2 separate regions of the Sus scrofa genome follow, and region 2 is linked to region 1. A link is a contact called in public Hi-C data. All regions are on one chromosome and are shown on one strand. The core of a region is the stretch at or near the end of the contact, and the rest is flanking DNA. Distances in the headings are between cores, read along the strand shown.

Region 1 (6,233 bases), core at 1,761-4,260:
ACATGACATCTTGTTACAAGGAACTGAATCTAATTTTTTATATAAAGAGTGCTTTTTAGAAACAATACAGTGTATGTCTTGTTTGTACCAAGAATTAAAAGTACCCAATCAGGTACTTGCAGATTCTCTTTGACATGTGAATTTCTTCATCTTTCTCTCAGATGTTACAATTCCCTATGTCACTGTAGCATAGGAAAGTAGTGTGTGTATGTGTGCTGAATTTGAGAACATCAAGTAATAGCATCACTGGAAAATATTCACTGATTTTAGTGCACAATCCAGCAATTCCATTCTTGGGTATGTTTCCATAAGGTCCCAGAGACCTTATGGGACAGGGTAGCAAAATTTACATTTGAATACTAATTATAAGAAATAGTATTGAGGCATGGGCTTTGAGATCAACAGATTTTGTGGCTCCTAGATTTTTTTCTTCTTCCAGTTTTATGGATATGTAATTGACATACAGCATTGTATAAGTTTAAGGTATACAGCATAGTGTTTCAACTTACATACATGTGAAGTGATTAGCACAAGTTTAGTGAACATCCAACATCTATAGGACGTACACAATGAAAGAAAAAAAACCTTTTCTTGTTATGTGAACTCTTACAATTTACTCTCCACAACTTTAATACATAATGTATAGCCATGTTAGTTACATTAATCATGTTGTACATTACATCGCTAATGCTTATTTATCTTATAGCTGAAAGTTTGTGCCTTTGACCAGTTGCCCCTCTCCTACCCCTTCCCTTTGGGAACCACACATCTGATCTCTTTTTCTAAGAGTTTGTTTGTTTTTGACATATAATTGGCCTACAGGACTATTTTAGTTGCTGGTATGCAACATACTATTTGATATTTCTATATATTTCAAAATGATCACCACAAGAAGTTTAGTTACCACCTGTCACCATAGAAAGATATTATATTATTATTGACTATATTCTCCACATGGTACATTTTATTCTCATGACTCATTAATTTTGTAACTGAAAGTTTGTACCTCTTAATCTCCCTCACATATTTAATTCATCCCTTCTCCCCTCCCCTCTGGCAACCACCTATTTATTCTCTATAGCTAAGAGTCTTTATGTTTTGTTGCGTTAATTCATTTGTTTCCTTTTTTTTTAGAGTCCATATACAAAGGAGATCACATGGTCTTTATCTTTCTCAGTCTGACTCATTTCAGTTAGCATAATACCCTCTAGGTCCATCTATGTTGTCACAAAAGGCAAGATTTCATTCTTTTTTATGGCTGAGTAGTATTCCATTGTGTGTGTGTGTGTGCGTGTGTGTGTGCGTGTGTGCATGCATGCATGTGCTTATGTATTTATACACACACACATAGACACACCACATCATCTTTATCCATTCATCTATTGGTGGGCACTTCAGTTGTTTCCATATCTTGGCTACTATAAATATTGCTGCAGTGAACATAGAGGTGCATGTATCTTTTTGATTTAGGTCTTTGTTTTCTCTGGAAACATACCCAAGAATGGAATTGCTGGATTGTGTAGTATTTTCTATTTTTAATTTTTTTGACGGACCTCCGTAGTGTTTTCCATAGTGGCTGCACCAATTTATACTCCCACCAACAGCCTACTCCCTTTTTTTCTGTATCCTCACCAACACTTTTTATTTCTTGTCTTTTTGCTAAGAGACATTCTGACAGGTGTGAGAAGATATCTCTTAGGGATTTTATGGAACTTGTCCGGCTTCCTCATCAGTACATTGGGAATAAACATGCCTTTAGAGCTATTTTGAGGATTGAATTAGATAGGTGGGTAAAGCATTCTAGCTTGCTATTTTTATACTGTTAAGGTTAGTACCCAATAACCCATGTTGTTTTCCTTTGGAGCGCCTTCTGGCACAATCCCCTCCCCGGGCAGTAAGGGGAAGAGAGGCAGTAGGTCTGACCATGTGCGATGCCCAGTAATAGGCCTATATTGTAAATCTGGAATGTGGATATCTTTCGAGCTTCCTTAAAGAAAACATGCCCACATGACCACTAGCTGAGGCACAGCACACTGTGCTGAAAGCCTGGGTTGGTAGCTGCTGTCTAATCCAGTCATGGACGGTTTCTCTGCACTCAGCCTTCAAGCTGCTGCCCGTCTCCCCTGCAGCCTCTGCCTCTCTCACCCTTCCCTGTCTGTGCATGGTCCTGGGTGCCCCAGAAATCCCATGTACTCGTAGGCAAGTACAGGCTCCTTACTCTCAGGCGTGGAAAGCAAGTAGTTTTCGCAGCACATGACCTTGGTCATTGGAGCCATACAGGGCTCCCCCTGTGTGAGGCTAGGAGCCAGAACAAAAGGAAGTAAACTTGAGGCATAACATGGTTTTGCTGGCTCATCCAAGGAGACTCAAAATAATTATCATTGTTGCAAATGGCCCTTACTCTGTGGTCTGATTGTTAACCCAGGAGTTAAAACAACAACAGCAGCAACAGCTAACGTCTTGACTTTTCTGATCAGATCACCCACTTGAAAGGAGGCTGCTCTCCGCAGAAGAGGGCCCAAGGTCTCAGGTGGGGGACCTCTGGGCTCACTCTTATATATGTTACCCCCCCACCTTTCACCTGTGTCCAGGAAGAAAGTCCAGGTCTGGGTATTTTTCACTCACAGGACCTGTTGGCAATGGTTTGGGGAGGACTCTGCCCTTCAGCCAGCCAGTCACAAGATGACTGGGCAGGGAGACTACGTGCTGGGCGGTTGGGAGCTGCCTCTGAAATGCGAACACTCTCCCAGCCCGTTGTCGTCGTAACCTTTTCCTCAGCCATGGAGAGCTGATCCTGGCATGGGCATTCCTTACCTCTCTCACCCACTTGAGGATTGCCCTGAGCCTGGGCTCAGGATGGAAATGGCACTATTTCTGGTTGTTGATGACATTCCCGAAGCCCGCAGTGCAGTTTCAATACCCCCAGGAGTGCCCTGGATCTGTCAGCACCAGTGAGTCGTGGGTCATGAGACCTGACTGGGAGGGAGCAGGAGCCTCCCAGTCTTGCACAGCAGGGGGGTTCCACTGTGCCTCCTTTTTCTGACCTTCCCTGAATCTGTCTGGCCTACAGAGCTGAAGAAAGTCACCATCTGTGTGCCTTTCCTTGCAACCTGGTTTTCTGCATCTGGGGCTTAGGTGGAGAGTGCCCCCACAGCCCTCCCAAATAAAACACCTTCAGACCAGTCCAGACACTGTTATAACACCCCCCTCAAAATCCTGACACTGTCAGGTTGGCTAAACCCAGGAGGTGTTGGGGAATGAGCCCTGGAAATGGTTAAGGAGTGGTTGCCTTCCATCATCCCAATTAAATGTTACTCAGCCCTCTCCCCCACCATTACTAGAACCCTGCACCCATAGACAGTGGGCATGGAGTGTACTGTTTTTTCTGAGCCTGAAAAAGCTGACCCCTCAGCCCTTAGTTAGTATATTTCTAACTAAAATGGATTTTACATTTGAAACGCTCTGCACAAACTTTTGGAATCCTCAACACAGAAGGAAAGAATTGGTATTCTCACATGGTAGTTTGTATTCTCACGTGGTAGTTTCTGGAAGGGGTATGTGTTTGCCTCTTGAATGGGTTACAAGGATTTTGTCCATGGGCCCAGAGGCCAACTGTGGCATGAGAACCTTTACTTTGAAGAGGGCAGAGGAGGCAGAAGGAAGATGGAAGTGATTCTCGAGGCTGCCTCTTTGTAAGACATGGTGGGGTTCTCAGTTTACATACCAGGCTCTGGAGGCCCAGGTCAGTGCAGGAGCAGATGTTTGGTCTGCCCTCTGAATGGATAGATTTTAATCAGAAGGCATCAGATCCCACACCACTGCTAAAATGGATAGCAGCCTGCATGGATGCTGTAGTGGCTGTCATCCTAGGTCCAGGGTAGCATCTTGCACATGGAGGATGTTGGAGGAGGAGGTACAGGGCTCTCCTCTTCTAGGAAGGGCTGAGACCATCTCTGAGTCATGAGCTGGAACCAGTATAAGGTCAGAGGGCAGAGTTGTCCCACTGTCCTCTACATCACAAACTCCCTTGCAGTGCTCTGAGCCCAGTTGCTTATCCAGGGTGCTTTTTACTCAGAGGTACCAGTGTCTGTTTACACATAATGTGCATCTCTTCCATTAAAGGATTTTTAAGGCATTTTTCTAATGCGAGTCTCCCTGTGTCAGGGGATCTTTCCCCTGATTGCATGTAAATAATGATGTCAACTTTGCAGTTTGTGTAATTTCTCAAACTGTCTGTTTACTGCTCGGCCTTGATCAGGCCTCCCCGAGGATGCTTGCATTGTGCTGAGCCCTGACAGCTCTGGAGGGCGGTGAGGAGCTGTGCTGTCCCTGGGCTCCGGCAGGTGATTCAGCCCTGCATGGAGGCTGTGCAGGAGCCGCTCTGGTCATCCTTGTGCGAAACACATTCTCTCTCTCCTCTTTCTTTTCCCTCTTTACCTGATATCTCTCTGGTGTTCAGCAAAGCATTGGGCCTCATGTTTATTCCTTGTGGTTTCTCAGCAGTTACTTCTAACATCAATTTCAATTGATTAAAGCAGATAAAGAATTTTTTATGCTCAGTAGTCAGTTAAATATTATTTTCTGTTTTAACTTAGAAACTAATTTTACAGTGGCTATTTTCTTTTTCTTTCTTCTTCCTTTTTAAGAAAATTTTGCGAAGGTAGACAATGCTTGCAATAAAAGAGAACACATGGGCTCATGGCTTACTTTCCCCAGTTGACTTTTCTGGTCATTTACCTTTCTGTAAAATGGAAAGACAAACAAGCAAACCCTTAAACACAACTCAGATCATGATTGCCAACTTTTTTCTTTGTGCGTAATATTTTCTTTGTGTAGTTACATTATTTCTAGGTTATGCCTGCTTTATTTATCTTTGAAAGGGAAAAAACTCACACTGTTTACAAGAACTCCTTGTTCTAGGCTGTACAATTGTGTCTGTGACGCTTTTTTCCATTTGGAGCCATGGGGGCGATAAAGTTGATGTCAGCTGGCTAGCCTTTTTTTTTTTTTTAAGGAAAAAATCCATAATCTTAATTTATAACATAGTCATTTTCATTATGTATGTAGTATATTTCTCAGAAAGTCAAATGTCACAGTTCCAGCCTCTGTGGTTGAGGTCCTCTGTTTGCCCATCACTTCCCTGCTCCTGATTTTGCCCTCTTCTTGGAGGAGGTGATTGGCTTTCATTTAAAAACTAAAAATTCCATACCTTACAGAGGAGGTGACATGCCATTTCTTTTCTTTCTTTCTTTCTTTTTTTTTTTTTTTTTTGGTCTTTTCTGTCCTTTTTTAGGGCTGCACCCGTGGCACATGGAGGTTCCCAGGCTAGGGGTCTAATCAGAGCTGTAGCCACTGGCCTGTGCCAGAGCCACAGCAATGCCAGATCTGAGCCATGTCTGTGACCTACACCACCGCTCACGGCAAGGCCGGATCCTCAACCCACTGAGCGAGACCAGGGATGGAACCTCCAACCTCATGGTTCCTAGTCAGATTTGTTTCTGCTGCACCATGATGGAAACTCCACATGCCATTTCTTAATTGTAATTATATACAACTGAAACTTTTGAAGTAGACCTTTAAAATTATGCCATTGAACTTTCTCTTTGAGGAGGGCTTTTCACATTGGATGGTGTTACAGTTTAATAAAGAAAAAAAACAAAAAACAAAAAACACTCAGGCTTTACAAGGATACATTATTAAATCCTTTGACCAGGACTCATCCTATAACCCAGGGGCTCTTTCATGGCATTGGGAAGGTTCTCTCAATTTGATCAGAAGGGAATTTAGGGGGAAGCACCGTTGGAGGGAGAAAGTCAAAGGAAGGTACTCCTTGTCAAGTCCATACATGAAATAGCCCTGATTTGCTTGGGGTGTACTCCATCTGCCCATGTTGAATATATCTGTGACTTCTCTAGAGAAAGTATGTATTAACTGTTGAGTTTCTATGGCTTGTGTTCTGGGACTTTTTTTTTGTTTTATTTTGGTCTTTTTAGGGCCGCACCCAAGGTATGTGGAGGTTCCCAGGCTAGGGGTCAAATTGGAGCTACAGCTGACAGCCTACAGCAACACCAAATCTGAGCCACAGCTCACGGCAATGTCAGATCCTTAACCCACTGATCGAGGCCAGGGATCGAACCTGCGTCCTCATGGATAGTGGTCAGATTTGTTTCTGCTGAGCCACAACAGGAACTTCCCTGTGTTCTGGGACTTTGGTCTTGGGTTTGGAAGGAGCC
Region 2 (6,233 bases), core at 2,656-5,155, 78 kb before region 1:
TCAGAACTCTTTCCTGTGCATAGATTCCCTTGAGATCTGCGCTGTCCTGTATGGCAGCCACTAGCCACACATGTCTTGCTGAGTACTTGAACTGTGGCCTGTTCTAATTGAGATTTCCTTTAAGTGTAAAATACACACTGGATTTCGAAGTGTAGTATGGGGCAGTTGGGGGGGGGGATGCGGGGGCGTGGTGCGCGGGGTGAGGGGAGTAAGATATTTCCATAATATTTTTATTACATTTTAAAATTATAATTTAGATATGAGGTTAAATGAAATATATTACTACCACTAGTTTCACCTGTTTCTTTTTGCTTTTTATTGTGATTCCTAGAAAATTTGAAATTACACATGTAGCTTGCATTCTAATTCTTTTGGAGAGCGCTGTTTTAGAGCATGCCTTTGAAAGCCCTGGGTTCTTCCCTACATCATCTCTCTGGCTGGTCCTACACCTCTCCAGCCAGAATGCTTAGAGATCAATTGAGGATCCAGGTGAACGGCATTAGGTCCAAACAGAATGTCTGCCTTGGGGGTCCACGTAAGTGTTAAGATGGCTATTTTTAAAAATTTAGCATAGGAGTTCCCTGGTGGCTCAGCAGGTTAAGGACTTGGTGTTGTCATTGCTGTGGCTTAGGTTTGAGCCCTGGCCTGGGAACTTCTGTGTGCCATGGGTGCTGAGTGCCTCCTCCCCCCAAAAAAATGGTTAAGCATAGAAGAATCCCATTCCATTATTCTTCCCAGGGCTGGCTACGGATAGAAGGGGAACATTTGGAGAGGTGCGTCAAGTCAAGGATGTGTGTGAAGTTTTTGACACAATGGAGAAACACCCAATTATGTAGCGCTGATAGGCAGTTTTTACTTGATGCTCTCCTTTCAGCTCCCTCGTGTAGACGGAGGCTTTGCGGTGGCAGGCAGTTCCACAGACAGCGCCATGAAGGAAATGACTACGCTATGGGTTCTCTGCATGCTTCTGTGTTTCTCTGTTGTTTCACGATTTTGAGGGGTGATTTTATGCAGGCTTGAGTTATTCATTCCTAAAAAGTGATTGACCCTTAAGAAAAACTGTGTATGGCTTTTTCCTTTCCTGAAAATGTAGCTGGTGCCCCTCACATGTGGCACTGTTGATTCCTTCATCCATGCCCTCAGATATCACTTCCGTCTCTCTTACCTATGCAGCTGTCTCTTTTCTGGCTCCTTTTCCGTGTCCTGTCTTTAGCAGCTGGTATTCTCCAGAGTAACACCCGGGGCCTTCTTTCTCCTGTCCTATTGCCGCAGAATAGCTCCCCACTGCTTCAGCATCCTCCTGTCTGCATGGGCCATGCAAATAACTCTCTGTGAGCTCTCTACCCTGTATGCATTTATGTCTGGACCACCATGGGCGTTTCAGTGTCCAGTGGTCCTTCCTGGCTTCTCCCTTCCAGCCCAGGGCTTTTCTTTCATCCCCTCTCTGCATGGGCAGCATTCTTGTTCTCCTGGTTCCCATGTCAGACACTTGGGTACCATTTGGATGCTTCCTTCTCCAACTGGACACCAAGCCCTTACCGTCTGAAATGTTTCTCTGATCTGCTGTCCTCCACTTCCCCCTCTGCCCAATCAGTGAGTGACACAGCCTCTCCCCAGCCTCCCTGCTTCTCCACCTTGGCCTGGTGACCTTCCCTACAAGCACTCTGACAGAGAGCCACCTCCCAGTCCCCTCATGAGAGCCTGTAAAACCCTGCAAAACTGGGCCATGCACTTGGTGTTCCGCCTGTAGTGTCCTTCCCCACGGTGGTGTTCTTTCCCCCTGAGCAGCTGGCCACCACTGGCCAGCAGATGCCTCACCCATTGGCAGAGGACCGCAGGGCTTGGTGGGAAGCTGGTGAGCCCATCCCGAGGAGGAGAAGCCTGCCTGTGGTGCTGGGTGAATTCTGGGTGTGTCCTTCAGCTCTTGGCCTGGGTGGCTGTCACCCCAGAGGTGAGCACACACCTGCTTTGTGGAAGATTGATTGTCAGGAAGATATATTTCCCCCTTGCCCAGAGAGCAGTGTGGAGCAATAGTCCTTAGCAAGCCAAAAGACTCGAGGATTATGAAATGTGGATGTCTCCCGTGTCATTTTCACGGCCCTTCCTCCCCAGAGGTTCCCCAGACCAGCTCTTAACTGGCAGGGAGCGTCAACCATGGATGGTAGCTCTTCTTTCTCCTGCCCTGCAGAATGACTCAAGGCCAAAGATGATGGAGAAATGGGGGGAACCATCTTCAAAATTGAAGTGTGCCCTGGGGTGCCATTCATTTATTCACTGGAGGCCAGCCACATCCAGGGAGGAGGGAACAGGGGTGAACTTTCTCCAGGTACCTGTGGTTAGTTCTCTCCCTGCCCAGCGCATTGCCTAAGTGTGCCTGGGGTTTCCTTGCCAGGGGGCTTTCTGGTGCTTGATTTCAAGTATCGAATTAGCCCCCGCTACCCCCCTCCCCCAAGAATCCAAAAACATATTGCTGAACTTAGTCTCCAAGTACTTTGTAACTTCTTAGGGTGAACAGCTTGTGGTCCACTCAGATCGCTGTATTGCCTGTGAACAGGCCCGGTCTTTGCCAGGAAATCCACAAAGTCGACAAGCCGGGCCATGTTGGAAGCTGGCTTTGCTGGTGGTGAAGGCTTACTTCAATTAAAAGGGCATTGACTGGAACAGTGGTCCTGGAGTTTGTTTGAGTTCCTACCGCCTTTAAAATGAGAAACCAGGAAAACAGCAGATTGGAGTTAAAAGGCAGGAAATGGCTTCCTTTATTGACAAAAGCAAAGCATTTTACTGCCATCTCACTGATGGGGTCAAAGACTTAAAATGAAGGCAGGTGGTATAAAAAAGAGAATTCTACATTTTTTAAAGCCCCAGACAGGTTCTCATGTTTTTGTTTATCCGAATCTCCTCACAAGGGTGGTATTGTTGTATGGGGTGGAATTGCCCCACTTCCTCATTTGCTTATAGATTGCTATGTTGGGGCCACCAGGTAAGAGTGGAGGACTTGTTTAAGTGCTTGTAAATCACCTGCTGGACCGAGGTAAGGGGGAGGGGGGCACAATTTCTCTGCCCTGAGACCCCATGCATGTGATATGCATTATTTCATCTTAACACTTCTTTTGTAAGTTCAAGCCGCCCGTAAGGATCTTTCTGTGAAATGCTGTCTGCTGCCGGGTCCTGCATGGGCTGGCCCCCCCACTGCCAAGGTGGGCCAGGGTCAGGGCCTGCCTGTCCATGTGGGGCCGGCAGAGGTCTGAGTGGCCTGCAAGGAGGGGCAGGCCATCCAGCAGGCTCTGGCTTGTGTGTTGCTCGGAGCTTGTCTCTTTTCCCCTGGAAGGCCCCTGCTCTGGTCAGCTGCTCCTGGTGTGGGGGTTTCTTTATTTAGAAGGGGGTCACATGCCCCTGGGCCTCATTTCTATGCCTTTTATAGTCACGCGTGGAGATAGCATTCTCTTCTCCCTGACTGGCGACCCTGTTACCAGAATGGAGAGGCAGCCTGTGCCCATGGTTCCCTGGGACCCTCTTAGCCCACCCCACCTCTCAGTTCCTGAGACTTGTTATTGAAAGGCTTTATTCTTGGCCAACTGTCACCTAATTAAGGTGTCACTCTCCTGGGCTCCCTTCAGAAGTTTGTTTTTTTATTAGGGATCTCAGCTTAGAGACTTCAGAGCTTTTAGAATAATTCTCCTAGGGTGATATTTGCAATTCTAGGTATTTGGCAAATAGCTGGAGTCCCTTCCCATCTCATCAGTTAAGCTTGCTTGTAAGGCTCTTCTGGTTTCTTCCTACCCCTAAAAAGTCTGTTTCTTTTGTTGCATTAATATTTCAATCTTGCTTTTCTTGTGTGTATGCCAGCGTGACATTCTCTGCTAGAGTGGGGATGACGTGGGACGTGTGGGCCCGTGGCTAATCTTGTCCGGTATTGCATTGCTCAACTTGAGTGCACAGGGTGGTTTAGGACTTAGATTTGGCTTGTGGTGGAGCTGGGAGCCATGACTTGGAAACACGCCTCCTTCTAGCATGTGGTGTGACTCCAGGACTTAGACTGCACGAGGCGGGGTCTCTGACACCATCCTTGGGGTGGAGTGTTCCACTCTGACTTGGAGGGAATGAGAGAAGTCTAGGTGTCCCGGGGATGCCAGTGGCAGAAGATGGGATCTTTCTGTCTACGACACATAGGCTATTAAACAGAAGAGGCATCTGTTTATCACTGTGCCTAACTTGGGAATATGGCTTTAAGACCTTAAGACATTATGCAGAAGAAGGAACCGCAGGTGGAGATCCAAAATCTAGACCATTCTGGGCTCTGCCACTGGCTCACATTTGCCTGGGGTGGGCATGGTGATGGGAGCAAGGGGTCTTGTCTAGTCCTGATAGCCTGTCTCCATCTCTGGAGGAGCAGGGACCTCAGAGCCTCTGTAATAACCGTGTGAACCCTGTGGCAGGAGGAGGCAGTGGGGCTGTGAGCCCTCCTCAGAGTTCGGGGGTGGGGCAGTTGTCATCTCAGGTCAAGGAGTGATGGGGACTTCTGGGGCTTGTGTAGGTAGGGAAGAGTGACCATACAGGAAAGATTATGAACCTTCAGGGTCAGCTCAGCTGCTGTTCTTCACTTCCCAGGGGGTCATGGGCCTGGCCAGGACCACTCTCCTGGGATTCCCAGCGTTTCCATCCCCAACAGTGCTGTGAAGCCCATGAGGGCAGCTGTCACCATCACGTGCCTGCCGCCTTCTACTTGACTGGTCTTCAGGCATGTTTAGGGGGCCCTGCACCTGGAAAGTGTGGTTTTACCCCTTGAACTGGACCAGCATGGCATTTTTTTTCTTTTCAGGGCTGCTCCTGTGGCACATGAAAGTCCCTGGGCTAGGGCTTGAAGAGGAGCTGCAGCTGCCGGCCTGCGTCACAGCCACAGCAACATGGGATCCGAACTGCATCTGCAACCTGTGCCACAGCTCACAGCAATGCTAGATCCTTAGCCCACTGAGTGAGGACGTGGATCGAACCTGCATCCTCATGGGTACTAGTTGGGTTCTTAACCCACTGAACTACAGTGGGAACTCCCCATCATGGCATTTAAGATTGAGATTTTGTATAAAATGGGATTTAAAAAAACTAACACATTCCTATGTAGACAAATAGTATCACCTGGGAGAGGTTTAAGAACAGTCTAAGCTTCCATACATTACCTTCATGTGTTCCCAGGTGCTGTGAGGAGGCTGCCAGGCTCCATCTTCCATCTGTGAAATAAGGCTGAACAGATATGGAGTTTGTAAAGCACTAGACAGAGTGCCCAGCACATAGTAGGATCCTGGGAAATGGCAGTTTAATTCTTTTTAAAAAATTAAACTAGGCTACCTAAGAGCTGCATTCTAAGGTCCATTAAAAGTTCTGAGCATTAAGCTGGATTGACTGTGTATGTTTATTGCCATATCTTATATGGTTTTTATTGCTTTTTCTAAATTGCAAAATCTCAATTACCTAAATAGCATGGCATAGTGTAGGAATGGTTCTTGCTAATTCAGTCCAATTGTTCAAATTCCTGTGTTTGTCCAGATAAGCCATATCTTTAAAGAACATTCAGTGAGGTACATATGTCTATATGGGGGTGCCAGGGGGAGCCTCTGTAGTTACATGTAAACTCTGGTTATCAAACCCTATGAATTTATTTCTCTTGCAAGCTTGGTGTTGGGAAGAATTAAGAATGTCAGCAACGAGATTCTTGTTTGATACTAACATTAAATATTATCTTTTTAAAATGTTCTTTTTCACAGAGAGCAGTAAAGTAGCTAGAGTGGAACAATTAGGGATAAAGATAACAAGGATGTATGTTTTTATTTGTGACAGCTGCAGGTCTCAACGGGTAAAGGTAGCCAGCCATCTGCTCATGGCTGAAGCATGTGCCCGTTTATTCTCTTCTTCGGGCAATACCAGCTGTGTGTGTGTGTGTGTGTGTGCGTGTGCGTGTGTGTGTGCGTGTGCGCGCGCGCGCGCGCGCGCGTGCGTGCAGACACACGCATACCACTTCATCCTCCCACCCAGCCTCTTCTGCTGTGGCTGTTTTGTTTTGTTTCATTTCCCTCCTCTCACTCTCAGCTCAGGAAGCAAACACTGACTCTCTCTGTTCTCTTAGATCTTCCTTCCGTTCCAGGGGGTCAGGTGGGTGGGATAACGTGGTGCAGGAATGTCAGGCCCCCTCCCGGAAGCCTGGCTTCTATTTCATCTCATTACCGAACAGAAGTCGCTTT

What was found. Hi-C and Micro-C count contacts between places; a contact is called where the count stands out from the background.
Region 2: a contact with region 1 is called in a Hi-C map of heart right ventricle, with 2.4 times the contacts expected there. The contact joins two enhancer-like sites. A contact is called at or near these places in 3 of 47 Hi-C or Micro-C datasets (embryonic fibroblasts, fetal heart ventricle and heart right ventricle).

What each region holds. Positions count from the first base shown.
Region 1 is chr1:137,550,863-137,557,095 of Sscrofa11.1, reverse strand. All of the region lies in intron 2 of IGF1R (insulin like growth factor 1 receptor), which reads left to right. Among named protein-coding and RNA genes, the nearest start is that of IGF1R, 140 kb to the left of the region's middle. Within about 2 kb of position 3,010, at least 20 of the 83 cell types and tissues checked have an H3K27ac peak or open chromatin away from gene starts, as enhancers often do.
Region 2 is chr1:137,629,698-137,635,930 of Sscrofa11.1, reverse strand. The region is part of intron 2 of IGF1R (insulin like growth factor 1 receptor); the gene reads left to right. Among named protein-coding and RNA genes, the nearest start is that of IGF1R, 58 kb to the left of the region's middle. Within about 2 kb of position 3,905, at least 10 of the 83 cell types and tissues checked have an H3K27ac peak or open chromatin away from gene starts, as enhancers often do.